2 separate regions of the Mus musculus genome follow, and region 2 is linked to region 1. Evidence: chromatin contacts called from public Hi-C data. All regions are on one chromosome and are shown on one strand. The core of a region is the stretch at or near the end of the contact, and the rest is flanking DNA. Distances in the headings are between cores, read along the strand shown. Region 1 has its middle 140 kb from the start of Irx5. Region 2 has its middle 45 kb from the start of Irx6.

Region 1 (6,572 bases), core at 1,515-4,014:
AAACAAGGAAGTGCGTAGCATCCTGGTGGGAAGAGTAGCCAAATCCCTTCCTCACAAAATAGGCCTGTGTATATGGGAGGGACCACTACCTCCATCTACCTCAACATAAGGAAGGCAGTTAGACGTGCCACCATGGGGAAGGTGTAGCTCAGGATTCGTGAGCTGTTGGAGGATTAATTCATATCTCACACCTTGCAAATCATGTCATCTTTGTATTCACCCCCAACCTGACTGGGGCTCCATACAGAGCAAAGAGGAGCTGGGTGAGCAGCCCCTCAACCTTGCAACAGCTCATTATGAAGGATGTTGATTGAGTTTATGTTAACATCAAGGGAAGGAGGTATGGCAAGGTTAAGGATGCACAGCTAATAAACACTATGCATGGCTGAAACTCCTACTTTCTTCAAGTCTCTGCTCAGGTGTCACCTCCCAAAGGCTCTTTCCCTGACCACCCTGTCTCCAGTGGCATCCCCTTTCTCTGCATGATCCATATTGGACTTGATCCTTTATTTTTCTCCACAGCACCTGCAATATTGCTCATTTGACCACTGTCCCTTCTCAGATCTGATCTGTTCCCCTCTGACCTCTGGATCCATCCTGTCTGATTTACCACATTTGTACTGGCATGTCGCGTTGTTTGCCCCAGGCGATGTTACCAAATAAATATATCCAACAAAGAATTGGGTCCTGAGCTGGAACGACTTGATAGCCCAATGGAATTGTAAGATGTGCATCTGTTTTACTAGTGCTGAAACTGAGGGTCAGAGGGGGAAAGTGATTTGTTCAAACGTGGTGGTCAGTGTTAATTGCCAACCTGACAAGATCTAGAATAGCCTAGTAGACAAACCTCTAGGTGTGCCTGTAAGGGATTATCTTAATTAGGTTGGCTGAGGTGAGATCCACCTTAAAAAGCGGGCATCACCGTTCCCTAGGCTTATGCTCTAGGCTTCCAGAGGAGAAAACACAAAGCACGAGAGCATCCATAGCTCTGCTTCCGGGCTGTGGTGCACTGTGACCAGATGCCTGAAGCTCCTGCCACTGAACTTTGCCACCTGATAGATGTTACACTCAAACTGTGAGCTGGCCTCGAACTCAGAAATCCACCTGCCTCTACCTCCCAAGTGCTGGGATTAAAGGCATGCGCCACCACTGCCTGGCTCTTCTTTACATTGCTTTGGTTATTTTATCACAACAGAAAAATGTTACTAATATACCAGTTTTTGTTGTTGTTGTTGTTCTTGTTGTTGTTGTTGGTGGTGGTGGTGGTGGTGGTGGTGGTGGTAGTGGTGGTGGCGGTGGTGGTAGTGGTGGTGGTGGTAGTGGTGGTGGTGGCGGTGGTGGTGGTGGTGGTGGTAGTGGTGGTGGTGGCGGTGGTGGTGGTGGTGGTGGTAGTGGTGGAGGTGGTAGTGGTGGTGGTGGTGGTAGTGGTGGTGGTGGCGGTGGTGGTGGTGGTGGTGGTAGTGGTGGTGGTGGTGGTGGAGGTGGTGATAGTGCTAAGTATCTCTGTGATCCTAAAGACCTTGGCATACTATCTCACCTAAAAATCCCAACATGGTAATAGCCCCAAACTACACCCAAACACAGGCCTCAACCTAGCCTCACATAGGTCCCTGGAAAATGGCTTGAGGGCCTCAATTCCCTGTTTATAGTTCCGACGGAACACTGATCAGAGGCCAGTCCTTGCCCAAAGTCCCCTCTTTATGAGCTATGTGGCCTAGGGTGATGATCCCCTAATCTTTTGGCATTGCCCTGCAAAAGGTATGCGGGAACCCTGCTGCTGCCAGGAAAAGTTGGGGGTCAGAGCTCTAGTTTTGTCGCAGACAATTCTATTTACCTGTTCCATAGTCTAGAACTTCTGGTGGAATATCGCTTGATGTATAATTACTAGGCTAGTGACAGAGAGCAGGGGTAGCCATAGCTGAACTGCTGCTGCTCCTAGTGATGCTGCTGATGCTGATGCTGATGGTAATGATGCTGATGCTCATGCTAATGATGCTGATGCTGATGCTAATGATGCTGATGCTCTCATTCACCACTGTGGGAATCTAAGATAGGACCCTGCAAAGTCGCACTTGGACAGTTTCTGAAGAAGCTGAGGCCAATCCTACTTACCAAAAAGGACAAACACATGCACAACTTGTGTAAGAGTGCTCACAGCAACTTCACTGATAACGGCCTAAAGTAGAAGCAGTGGGCACTTCTCCTTCACTTCACTTCATTCCTCCTAGGGAGCCGATGAACCAATGGGACCTTCTCTGTAAGGATGTCTGCTTGCTCATGTAAGGAGCTGCAAGCTACCAATGTGCTCTACAGCACAGTTGGCTCTCGTGTACACCGTGGTCAATGCAGTGCCTGCATTGTGCGTGTTTTCATTTACAGAACATCCTGGAAAAGGCTGAGCTCTAAGGAAAGACAACAGACTGGTAGTTGCTGGCAGAGATAACCACAAGGTAGGTTGCTGGGGTGGAGATTGGGGGAAGATGGAACTTGTCTGTAACTCTGCTGGGGCTATCTGCCCAATCCCATGTTTATAACAATTCCACCAAACACAAAAGTATACACCTTAATTTAAAACTTCAAAGAGAATTATCAGAGGAAAGATTCTGTTGCTACAAAACAACAGCTGGCAAATTGTCAACGTGGTGCAAAGCAGGGACCTTTCCTAAGCAGCCGTGTGGATTCCTGGGAGGCTTCAGTGCTGCCTTCCCCTACTGGGGCCAGGGCCAGAGCAGTCTGTGGCTCTGGTGTTATGTGTCTGAGAGGTACTGGGCATCGTGCCTAAAGACAGCCAGTCCTCCATACTGGTCTGCCATGGCCTCCACTGAACAAATACTGACCCCTGCTGTCTCCATTTCTCCTCCTTTCTTCCTGCCTGCTCTCAGGGACAGAAACTTGAAGCTCATCTCCAGGTCTAAAGGCTCTAGTGGAGTGCTGTGTGGGGTGCTGAGGGCACCATCCATCTGCTGCTTCAGGGAGGGAGACGCCACCGAATGGCTTGGATGCTGAAGCTGCACCCTCTGGCCCAGGGCAGATGCAAGGCAGACAGAGGTGGGAAGCCTAGAGGTTCCCAGGATCCTTTGCTGCCCACTTGGCTGTGGAATTCAGATTTTACTGCCCCTGCCCTCCATGTGAGGAATGGATTCTAAGAATTCACAGACTAGGCAGCCCTGTGTGAGGCGGGAGGCAAACTGCTGTAGCTTTGGTGAAGCTGGGCTTCCTTGGGCCTTAGTTTCCATCCCTGCTAAGTGAGATACCAAGCCCCCTTTTTTTCCCTATGTACTCATTTGTTATGTGAATGGAGAGTCCAGGTACTGTAATGGCCTCGGTATAAAGGAATGGACCAAGCAGCTATGATCTCCTCCATCTTTACAGGCTTGTTGCTAAGACACACATGTAGGCCTAATCTCTGGGGAGAGCCTGGGTCTGCTTAGCTGTTTATTCCATGAAAAAATCAGCATGGAGGGAGAAAGATGCTAACCCAAGGTGAGGGGGGAAAGTGTAGAGTGAGAGGAATTCTTGATACCATCCCCCATCTCAACACTCACCAAAATGAGCTTAGATGCATGCTTCAATAAGATTGCTCCAGCTTTGACCCTCTAGGATGAGCATGCCCAGGGTAGGAAGCAGCCTAAGAAGCCAGAGTCAGCATGAAATGCCTGGGAGACCACGTTTCCAAAAGTACAACTCGTGTATAAGTGTGTGTATCTGTGTGTGTGTGTGTGTGTGTGTGTGTGTGTGTGTGTGTGTGTGTGTGTGTGTGTGTGTATGTGTACACGTGAGTACTCCTGCCTGAATACATGCTACAGAGGCTCCTATGTGTCTGCTCTGGTGTGTGTGTGTGCACTCCTGTGTGCCCACATCAAGCCTCTGGAAGAATATAGGTAGCTGGGTTCTGTGCATGTGCACAGCTCCCTGGTCCACAAAACACCATGTGCTCTACTGGTTGGGCTGTGTGAGGGGTGTTGAGTGCAGGGTTCATACATGGAAGTTGATTTGTGTGTATTAGCCCATGCTCTGCATGTGTTTTTACCAGAACACGTCTGTCTGCCTCAGTTACACAGATATGTGTATACATCTATTTCTGGCCCTGTCTGGTAATTCATCATTGTCTGTATGTGTTGAGAAGGGGCAGAATAAGTAGGGTGCTTTTCACCCTTCAATTTCTAAGGACCCTTGTCTAAGAAAGAGCTGATGTCTTGGAGGCTTAAAGGCTAATATCCAGTCAAATAGCAGCCTGCCTTCTTCCTCGGGCCAACCCAGAACTTCTGTGGGGAACAGCAGCCCTAACAGGGCAGGACAGGGCAAGGCAGGGTCCAGCCAGCCACACACCTACGAGTTCCCTTCATGTGGTGACCAGGGCTTATTTCTGTCTTGTTTGGCTCATCCTGGCCGGGTGTTCCCATGCAATGATGCCCTGCTTCTCCACCCAGCTATTTCGGCTGAGGAATGTGATGTTCTGTCTGAAGCAGAAACCCCAAAACCTCCATTATGGTTAGCTGCCTGAGGCCCCGAGCAGCCGCTCGCTTATTTAGGTTTCTCATGGTCTATGTTTGTCCACAATGACATGATGAACTTGGAAGGCAGGGGCTCTTTGGGGAGGGGAGGGCATTATCTTAAGCCTCCCCTGTCTAGGAGAGAGCCTGGCATGTCCTCCAGGGGGTGCTGGCCTGCTGCTCTGCTCCATCTATCTGGCCTCCCTGGACAGTGCATCAGCTCAGCATGCTGGAGGCAGGCCTGCCCTCTCCTTCCTTGCCCGGGTGCCTTGGCTAGACCACAAATCCTTGCCCTATAGTAGTTTCCTGGAGCCCTGCTCCACACACCCAGAAAAGCAGCTCGAGGTCATTAATGTGCAGTGTCTAGACCCAAACTGTGCAGCTCAAATCTTGCTCAGCCATCCATGGGCTGGGTGGCCTCTGGTGGGTTATTTATTTTCCGGATGTTGCTGTCTCCTTGACTGTGAGAGAGAAGAAAGGATCTCTGTCCTAGATGGTAGGATGCATGCCTTTACACTCTGGTGTTGATCTTGCTATCAGTGGTATGTAACTGTTCAATTGACTGCATTTTCTCTTAATTGACTAGTGCAGGAACTGGAGAGACAGATCGGTGAGGTACTTGTTGCACAAACAAGAAAACCTAAGTTAGACTCTCCAACACTCATATAAACCTGGGCATGGTTGCATGTGCTTTTAATAGAGGTGCTGAGGAGATAGAGACAGGGGGACCCTTGGGGCTTTCTGGCCAGCTAGTTTAGCAAGATCATCAAACTCTGGGTTTAGTATGAGACCCTAGCTCAAAAGAGTAAATAGAAGACACTTGTTCTGGTAGGTTTTATGTCAACATTATTCAAGCTAAAGTCATCCAAGAAGGGAGCCTCAATTAAAATATGGGCTGTAGGCAAGCCTGAAGGGTTTTCTTAATAAGTGATTGATGGGAGAAGGCCCAACCCATTGGGGGTGGAGCCATCCCTGGGCTGGTAGCCCTGAGCTCTATAAGAAAGCAGGCTGAGCAAAACAGAGAGCAGGCTAGTAAGCAGCACCCCTCCATGGCCTCTGCATCAGCTCCTGCCTCCAAGTTCCTGCCCTTTGTGAGCTCCTGTCCTGACTTCCTTCAATGATAGACTGTGATTTGAAGATGTAAGGCAAATAGACCCTTTTCTCCCCAAGTTGCTTTGGCCATAGTTTTTCATCACAACAATTGTAACCCTGTCTAAGACAACACCTGATGTCAACCTCTGATCACTCATGTGCACACTCATGAACATATACACACACATACCAAACAAACACAAACATGTTCACATATGTCCTGCATACACAGGAACATGTACACGTGCCACCTATACTCGCTACACATGAAAATCTACACACACAGATGCCACACATGCCAGCATTCACACATATGTCACATACATACCACATGTACATGCAACACGTATATCATACATATGCAGTATGCATTTACCCGTATACACAACACATGCTAACATAACATAACACAGACACAAAGATACACACACTCCATACACATGTATAGACAATAGCACAGTAGCTATCCTTATCAGTGTTGAGGAGTCTGAGACATGCCAGGAGGATTCTGATAAATGGCACATTCAAATCCAAAGGACATGAAAGGGTTTCCATGCTGGCTCCACTGTCAGTTAGCCATATGGTCTTGGGCAAGTGATTTAACTTACCTGTACCTCAGTTTAGTTCCTGCCTCATTGCATCATGGTAAAAGCTGAAACAAAAACATGCAGACCATGCAGGGAACATCAGTGCCAACGGCATGTTGTCATGTGTAATATGCCAGTAATAGTCCAAGAAGAGTTAACTCTGACTTGTGCTCCAACCACCCAAGCTCTCACCATACTCAGACACTGCCTCCTATGCCCTGCCTGCCCTGTGAATGTCCCAGGATCAGTGAAACCCCTTCACTTTTTAACTTGAGTTAGCACAGCTTGGTTTCGGAGGCTTGCCATCAGAAAGCTCTAACTCTGCAGTAATGTGGTAATTACCCAGGAGTCAGTCACCTCCCCAGCAGTCACCAGTGATGACATGCTTGCTGCTACCTGC
Region 2 (6,927 bases), core at 70-2,569, 230 kb before region 1:
TTAAAATGATGAAAACTTACAAGATCTTCCCAACAGGATGGTAATTGCACTCCCTTTTGTTGCAGAGGCTTCTGTATTTGGGTGACCTTGGCTTCCATTATGCACTGCTACCTTTGGCTCGGAATCTATAACTCAGGGGACTATTAATTATCTCCCTGTAAGTGCCGGCAAGAGTGAGGGGCTTTCTGAGAGACTGAGTGCCATATCGATACGATACGGAGTGGAGTGGCTCGGCCACTAGACAGCTGTTATCAGCGATTAGGGTTCAACAGCCCATACTCAAAGCTGGGAGATTAATCCTGCCTGCGCTCCCGCACCAACTCAAACTTTTCTGACCACCACAACCTGTCTGTGATTTGCTCCAGCTCATAAAACAAAATAGTTTATATATACAACTTAAACACTCCGTTGTTTTTTTTTTTTAAATCACTCAAATCCCTGGGGCTGTAATTTTCAGTTAAGAGTTGGATAAAGATAAAACACTGTGTTTTTAAATATTGTTTTTTGGATGTTTTTTTTTTCCCAGTGTATAGTTTAAGATCACAGGATCATATATTTTCATTTTTATTTTTTACAAGAGCATCAGAACTGGAGGCATAGACAACCCTAGTTCAATAAAATGTTCAGTATGTTGGGGGTTACACGGAAGATTTTTGCTTTTATTTTTGGTGTGTGTGTGTGTGTGTGTGTGTGTGTGTGCGTGTGTGTGTTAGAGATCACGGAAAAGGAGTGCATCTCATTTGCCATCTTTGTCTTTAAAGGTCTCACTCAAATCTGTGTTCTGGCTACTCAACAGCGTCCCTTGGAGACGTCTACCCTTCGATTTTAATCTTTAGTTACAGCCTAAGAACGATTCCAATTCCAAGAAGTTCTCAGCAGTCATGCCTAACCCCAAAGCCAAATTTCCATTTTCCCTCCTAATGCCCTAATTGAATTTAGGCCCGGGCGGTTGTGCTTTGCATAGGCACCCACCCCACATCAATGGCATGCGTTCAAAAGGAGACTTATGGAGTGGATCAGATAAATAAGGGCTGCAAATGTGCTGATTTACCCCAGCTTGTAAAACAAAACAATTTACGTACACAATTGAGACATTCTTTCTAGTTTTTTCATAAACCACATCCCTTGGGTGTATAATTGAGATTTCCTTGCCACCCAGAGAGGGTGAGATAGTCCTCCAGGCTTTGTTCCTCTTATGCCCGACTGGAGCTAGAGCTGGGAGCTGCTTCCTGCTTCCCAGAATGAGCTGCAACAGCCTGGGTTGGTCAGTTGTTGCTGAGGCTGCAGCTGCTGTCAAGTGCTAGACCCAGTCCACGACGCTAGGGAGCAGGCTGACATCAGGATTATGGAAGGCACGATGCCTGGGAACAGCAGAAGCCCCAGCCAAAGGAAGCTCATCTGTTTCTGTAGGCTTCGAGAGGGAAAAAAAAGAGAGCCCAAAGAGTCTAGGAATCATGCTCTAAAAGCTCTTGCCAGCTTGAGATGCGAACACAGAGGGGAACTTTACTTCTGTGGCTGAGCCCTGTGAGCCGAGATGGGGACCTTTCCAAAGGGGAAGCTGTGGCACGGGCTACTTCAGAGACCTGGGTACTTTTTCTCAATTGATTCCAGAATAGTTACAGTGGTATGACTCATTCTACGAGAGGAGGAGACAGAAAAGGGAAGAAAGTGACCAGGTCCTATAGTGGACTATCAAAACACAGTTGGAACGAATAAATTAGAGTGTCAAATAGAAACAGCAAATTGGAGAATTATTGAAGCACGCGTGGGTGTTAAGCATTGGATGTGGGCAGGCTCTCCAAGAAAGCCTAGAGTCAGAAGCTAGAAGGCAGCCGAGGCAGTAGGGAAGGAAGAGAAGGATGTGAACAAGAGATGTGAAGTTTAGGTACACTGTTTTATTTATTTATTTGTTTATTTATTTGTTTATTTATTTATTTATTTATTTATTTACCAAAATAAGCCAAGACAAATATGACTAGGGAACTCTTTATATTTAAAGCAATATGTTTTCTAAGAAAAATAATAGAATGTACATATGGGCCACTTTGAATACAGCTCAAACCTTAGGTCTAAAACTCAAGCCAGAACGCAGCTCAAAAGTTACAAAAGTCATTCACCTTTATAATTTCAAATGGCACCATTTGGGTGTAATTGAGTCTCTTTTCTCCTCCGCCCCTCTCCTTTTAGTCAAATTAAACTTATTGATTAGAGCCCATTAGTATGTAATGGATTGTTAATTTGACTCTTTTTACAAATCATATTTATCTGCACCAATAAAATATTTGGATTTAACATTCATATATCACATTTATGGTGACACTGATTGAAGGCCAAGCAATTGGAAGGGAAGGCAGACACCTTGTCCTTTGTGCACGCCAGGGAAATGTAAGTTGGTGCCATGAACTCTTGCACAGGTGGACACTTAGGAATGAGGTGAATTACAGAAAAGGAAGGACGTGTACCCCTCCTTTTTTTCAAGCTTGAAAACCCATTATAGTGTTTGCATATTCTTCAGCTGAAATGGGGCGCTCCAGGGCGTTGTTACTGAAGATTTTAAACTGTTGCTATAAAAATACCTGTTAAGAACAATAACAAAAAAAAAATCAGATTTTTGCTGAACATCTACTGAGACGGAGTAACTCATACTCATCTCTCCTACAGAGAGAAGGGATCTGAAGAAACAGCACGACCCACCTTCCCCTATCCCGTTGGACAGAGAGCACTTAGCAGGCAGCACTTAGCAGGGAAAATAAACATGGCTTTTGTGTATTTTAAATAGAAATCAACGGAGTCCTGTAGATGTCGCAAGGCTTTTTCGAGTACAGGGTGCAATACTACAAACCACTGCCCATTATAGTGTGTCTAGTCTTTGCATAAACCTGGAGTGATGCTAAAAAAAAAAAATCCTTAATGAATCCAACAGCAGGCACATCAGGCACATCAACCAGTGGAAGTGGCTGCCATCCGAAAGCCCGACACTGGTAAGCTTTCTGGCATTGCCAACCAGCATCGCCTGCTCTGAGTCTTTCTAGAACAGAAAATTTGACATCCGAATCCATGTAATGCTCATTGATAGGAGCTCTGGTTTCCCTAAGGGAATAATATTCCTCCCCCTCTCTTCTTCCTTCCCTCAGTTCTCCCCCTCCTTCTTTTCCATTTTTTTTTTAAATTTTTCTATCTGTAGCAGTCTTAACGCATACGGGTTTTTGTTTGTTTGCTTGCTTGCTTGTTTTCCTTTTGCAAGCCACCTCAAACCTATTGAAAGGAGAGCAGCTGTACGTTTTAAGTGAATAAAAAATAAATACATGCTCTTCCTGATCGTGGCCATATCCCATTATAAAAAGAGAAGGCAGGTACCATCAAAATTCCTTTGTTACTCTCAGGGCTGCCCTATCAATATTGTATAAAGCAAGCAAGTCATTGGCTAGGTTTTTAAGAATTCCTTTTATTATTTTTCAAGGATCCAAGGGTAATGTGTGCTATAATGGGAGCTGACCTGTAAAAGTAAAATTTCTTTGTTTGAAAAGTGGGAAGAACAAGTCTTCCCAGACGTGAGATGGTGGGCTGTGGCAATAAGTAGCCCACGATCTTTGCAGACACGCAGACAAAGAGTGTGGCCGACCATTACACACAGAGCTTGATAGCTACAACTTTTCCCCCCCATAGCCAGCTACCATAGAAAGTATACCAGGCCAATTGTCAAATCATCTCATAAAGGACAGGAAATTTCCATTTGTCATTTAATAGCTGTTTGTCACATACAAGGTGTCCTGAATAAGAACTGTGGGTTTTTATTTTTATTTTTTTTTTGTCCCCTTATGTCTCTTCTAAGATCGAATGTCCTTTTGCCAGTATGAAGTGACCTAATTTTTGAAGCAGTAACCTTTATTTTTTTTAGCTCCATTAACATGTAAGTTTTCATAGTGAATACTTTTATAATCTTGCCTCTAAGAAACTCAGCCTGCCCCATAGGCAATCATTAGCCTAGGTTAAGTATGTGGGTTGTAGCATGGGAGAGATGAGGCTTTTTCTTGGACTCAGCACAAATTTGGTGACAGAAGCAGAGCCACCCTGAAGTAAAGGCTAATACTCCTCCTTCCTTTCTCCCTGGGCCCTAGAGAATAGACTTTTACACAAAGATACAGCAGGACTCTGGACAGAACTGTAGAACCCTGCAGGAGTCCACTTGTTTATCTCTCTGTGGTTCCCCAGGTTAAAGATATATTCGTTGGTTATACCGTAAATTTAGGGACTGGAAATATTCTGAAAATCTCCACTAAGTGACTTCCTGCTGTGGCAACGCTCTTGTATCATATCTGGGAAATTAAATGTAAAACTCTTCTTGTGTCTACTTGGACGATTGTAAGAAGTGAGTAATCCGGTTTTTTAAAAAATATAAAAATACAAAAGGATTATTTACTAGTAAACAATACCACAAGGCAGCTGTCTTCTGTGACATTCAAGGTATCTTGAGTTGCTAAACACCTTGAGATGGAAAAAATAATTTTAAGAGTCAAAGGATTTTGACTTTGAAAGCTACCAAATGGCCTTTGAGGTCTGAGGTTTGGAGTTTGTTTTTCATTTCTATATTTGTACGTGCCTCACCCGGGGTTGTCGCGAGCAAGTTAGTATGGGTGCCTAATGGTGTATCATAGAGGATTTAACTTAATTCCACCATAATGAATTAATTCTCTCAGTGACACTGATTTGATGACATCACCTTGGCCAAGATTCAGCAATTCCAAACACCGAGCTATTCTGAGCAGTCTAGCATTGGAAATGAAGAGGCGGTTTTGCTTTGAGTCCCTGTGAACTCTCTGTCTATGAGGGGACAGGTGTGGAGGACATTGGTTATTCTGAGTAGATGAGTTAAAAATAAAACTCCCAACACTGGTGAGGAAATTGGATTCTGCATTCTCTTAAACTGTCCCCGGAGACCTTCATTTTACAAACAAGGAGTTTGTAAAATGGAGTTGAGGGAAGCCTTGCATGGGGCTCCTTCTTATTAGTGGATGTTGCCTGTGCCCTCATTAGTCACTGTAAACAGGGAAGGCATGGTGCCACCTCAGTTGTACTGCAGGAGGACGTTTTCCCAGCTTGGAAAAGGGAGAATGGGTGTAAAAATATGTATGCTGCGTTTTCCAGGACTGTGTTTGATTTCCTTTTGGGTTTGTTTGTTTTGTGGAACGAGAGGGACAGTGCATCCTATTCTTACTGGCTTGTATTGTTACCCCAGGAATGTTTTGGCAGATGCAAAATTAGAAACAAACTTCATGTGTTCTTCGGTGCCCTTCAGGGCCTGAAAGGACAGGAACAAAGTATCGTGGTTTGTCATCAGAGCTCCAGGAAGCCACAAGGAAACGGAGCTTATGAACCAAATTGCTCAAAACTGGAAAGAAATGAAAAAATGTGCAGCAGATGCTCCCAGACTGAGAACAAGCCTGGGGAAGGCCCACAGCAAAGCTGATTGGTCTCAAACAATGGCTATTTGCACTGGAGGAAATGCGCTCATGCACATACACACCCACCCACACCCTGCTTCTCTCCAATTTTGTTTTATAGTCATTTCCCTGAGACTTGAAATTGGTAAGTGTGGACACAAAGAAACACTTTGCCTAATTTTCCAGGCTTTTTGGAGTCATGGGTGTCACCCTGCATGTCTGGTATGTGTGCAGATGGTTTCTGCTGGCTTCAGTAAAACTGGAAAGCACTAAGACTGTAATGTTTTTTGTTTTTTGTTCCGTTTTTGTTTTTTGGACTATTAAAAGGGGCTGGTTGTCATTGCCCAGGTGTTGAAATGGGAATGTTATACTGACGTTTTGGAAGTGTTCCTCATGTTTATAGACCGGTAACACAATGTCTGGGTGAAGTCAATCGATACTGGCATCCACTCTGAGTCTGTGGATGCGTCAACCACTCACTTGTTTTTTACTCCTGCTTGTAAGCACTTCTCCTGCTTAATCAGGTAAGTATTCATTAAGGGAGTGATTTCCAAATGTCATTTTAAGTACCACTGTGTAGTTTTTTTTAAAAGAGACTTAGTTTCTTTAAAAATAAAATGAGGGCTCTCTGCTCCTCCCTGTTCCAGAGACAGCCGCATCTTCTTGTGCAGTGCCAGCCTCGTCCCGTAGACAAAATGGTGAAGGTCGGTGTGAACGGATTTGGCCGTATTGGGCGCCTGGTCACCAGGGCTGCCATCTGCAGTGGCAAAGTGGAGATTGTTGCCATCAACGACCCCTTCATTGACCTCAACTACATGGTCTACATGTTCCAGTATGACTCCACCCACGGCAAATTCAACGGCACAGTCAAGGCCGAGAATGGGAAGCTTGTCATCAACGGGAAGCCCATCACGATCTTCCAGGAGCGAGACCCCACTAACATCAAATGGGGTGAGGCCGGTGCTGAGTATGTCGTGGAGTCTACTGGTGTCTTCACCACCATGGAGAAGGCCGGGGCCCACTTGAAGGGTGGAGCCAAAAGGGTCATCATCTCCGCCCCTTCTGCCGATGCCCCCATGTTTGTGATGGGTGTGAACCACGAGAAATATGACAACTCACTCAAGATTGTCAGCAATGCATCCTGCACCACCAACTGCTTAGCCCCCCTGGCCAAGGTCATCCATGACAACTTTGGCATTGTGGAAGGGCTCATGACCACAGTCCATGCCATCACTGCCACCCAGAAGACTGTGGATGGCCCCTCTGGAAAGCTGTGGCGTGATGGTCGTGGGGCTGCCCAGAACATCATCCCTGCATCCACTGGTGCTGCCAAGGCTGTGGGCAAGGTCATCCCAGAGCTGAACGGGAAGCTCACTGGCATGGCCTTCCGTGTTCCTACCCCCAATGTGTCCGTCGTGGATCTGACGTGCCGCCTGGAGAAACCTGCCAAGTATGATGACATCAAGAAGGTGGTGAAGCAGGCATC

The links. Hi-C and Micro-C count contacts between places; a contact is called where the count stands out from the background.
Region 2: a Hi-C map of stem cell-derived neural stem cells shows a contact between it and region 1, with 5 times the contacts expected there. The contact joins two enhancer-like sites. A contact is called at or near these places in 3 of 39 promoter capture datasets (the 3T3-L1 cell line and hippocampal neurons), 15 of 484 Hi-C or Micro-C datasets (the MC3T3-E1 cell line, MC3T3-E1-derived osteoblasts, brown adipocytes and 10 more) and 1 of 115 datasets of contacts at active chromatin or transcription factors (astrocytes).

What each region holds. Positions count from the first base shown.
Region 1 is chr8:92,489,818-92,496,389 of GRCm38.p6, reverse strand. No RefSeq gene overlaps it. Among named protein-coding and RNA genes, the nearest start is that of Irx5, 140 kb to the right of the region's middle. Within about 2 kb of position 2,764, at least 11 of the 459 cell types and tissues checked have an H3K27ac peak or open chromatin away from gene starts, as enhancers often do. A contact at or near this core is called in stem cell-derived neural stem cells, where this site is marked.
Region 2 is chr8:92,716,138-92,723,064 of GRCm38.p6, reverse strand. It overlaps the pseudogene Gapdh-ps16. Among named protein-coding and RNA genes, the nearest start is that of Irx6, 45 kb to the right of the region's middle. Within about 2 kb of position 1,319, at least 85 of the 459 cell types and tissues checked have an H3K27ac peak or open chromatin away from gene starts, as enhancers often do. A contact at or near this core is called in stem cell-derived neural stem cells, where this site is marked.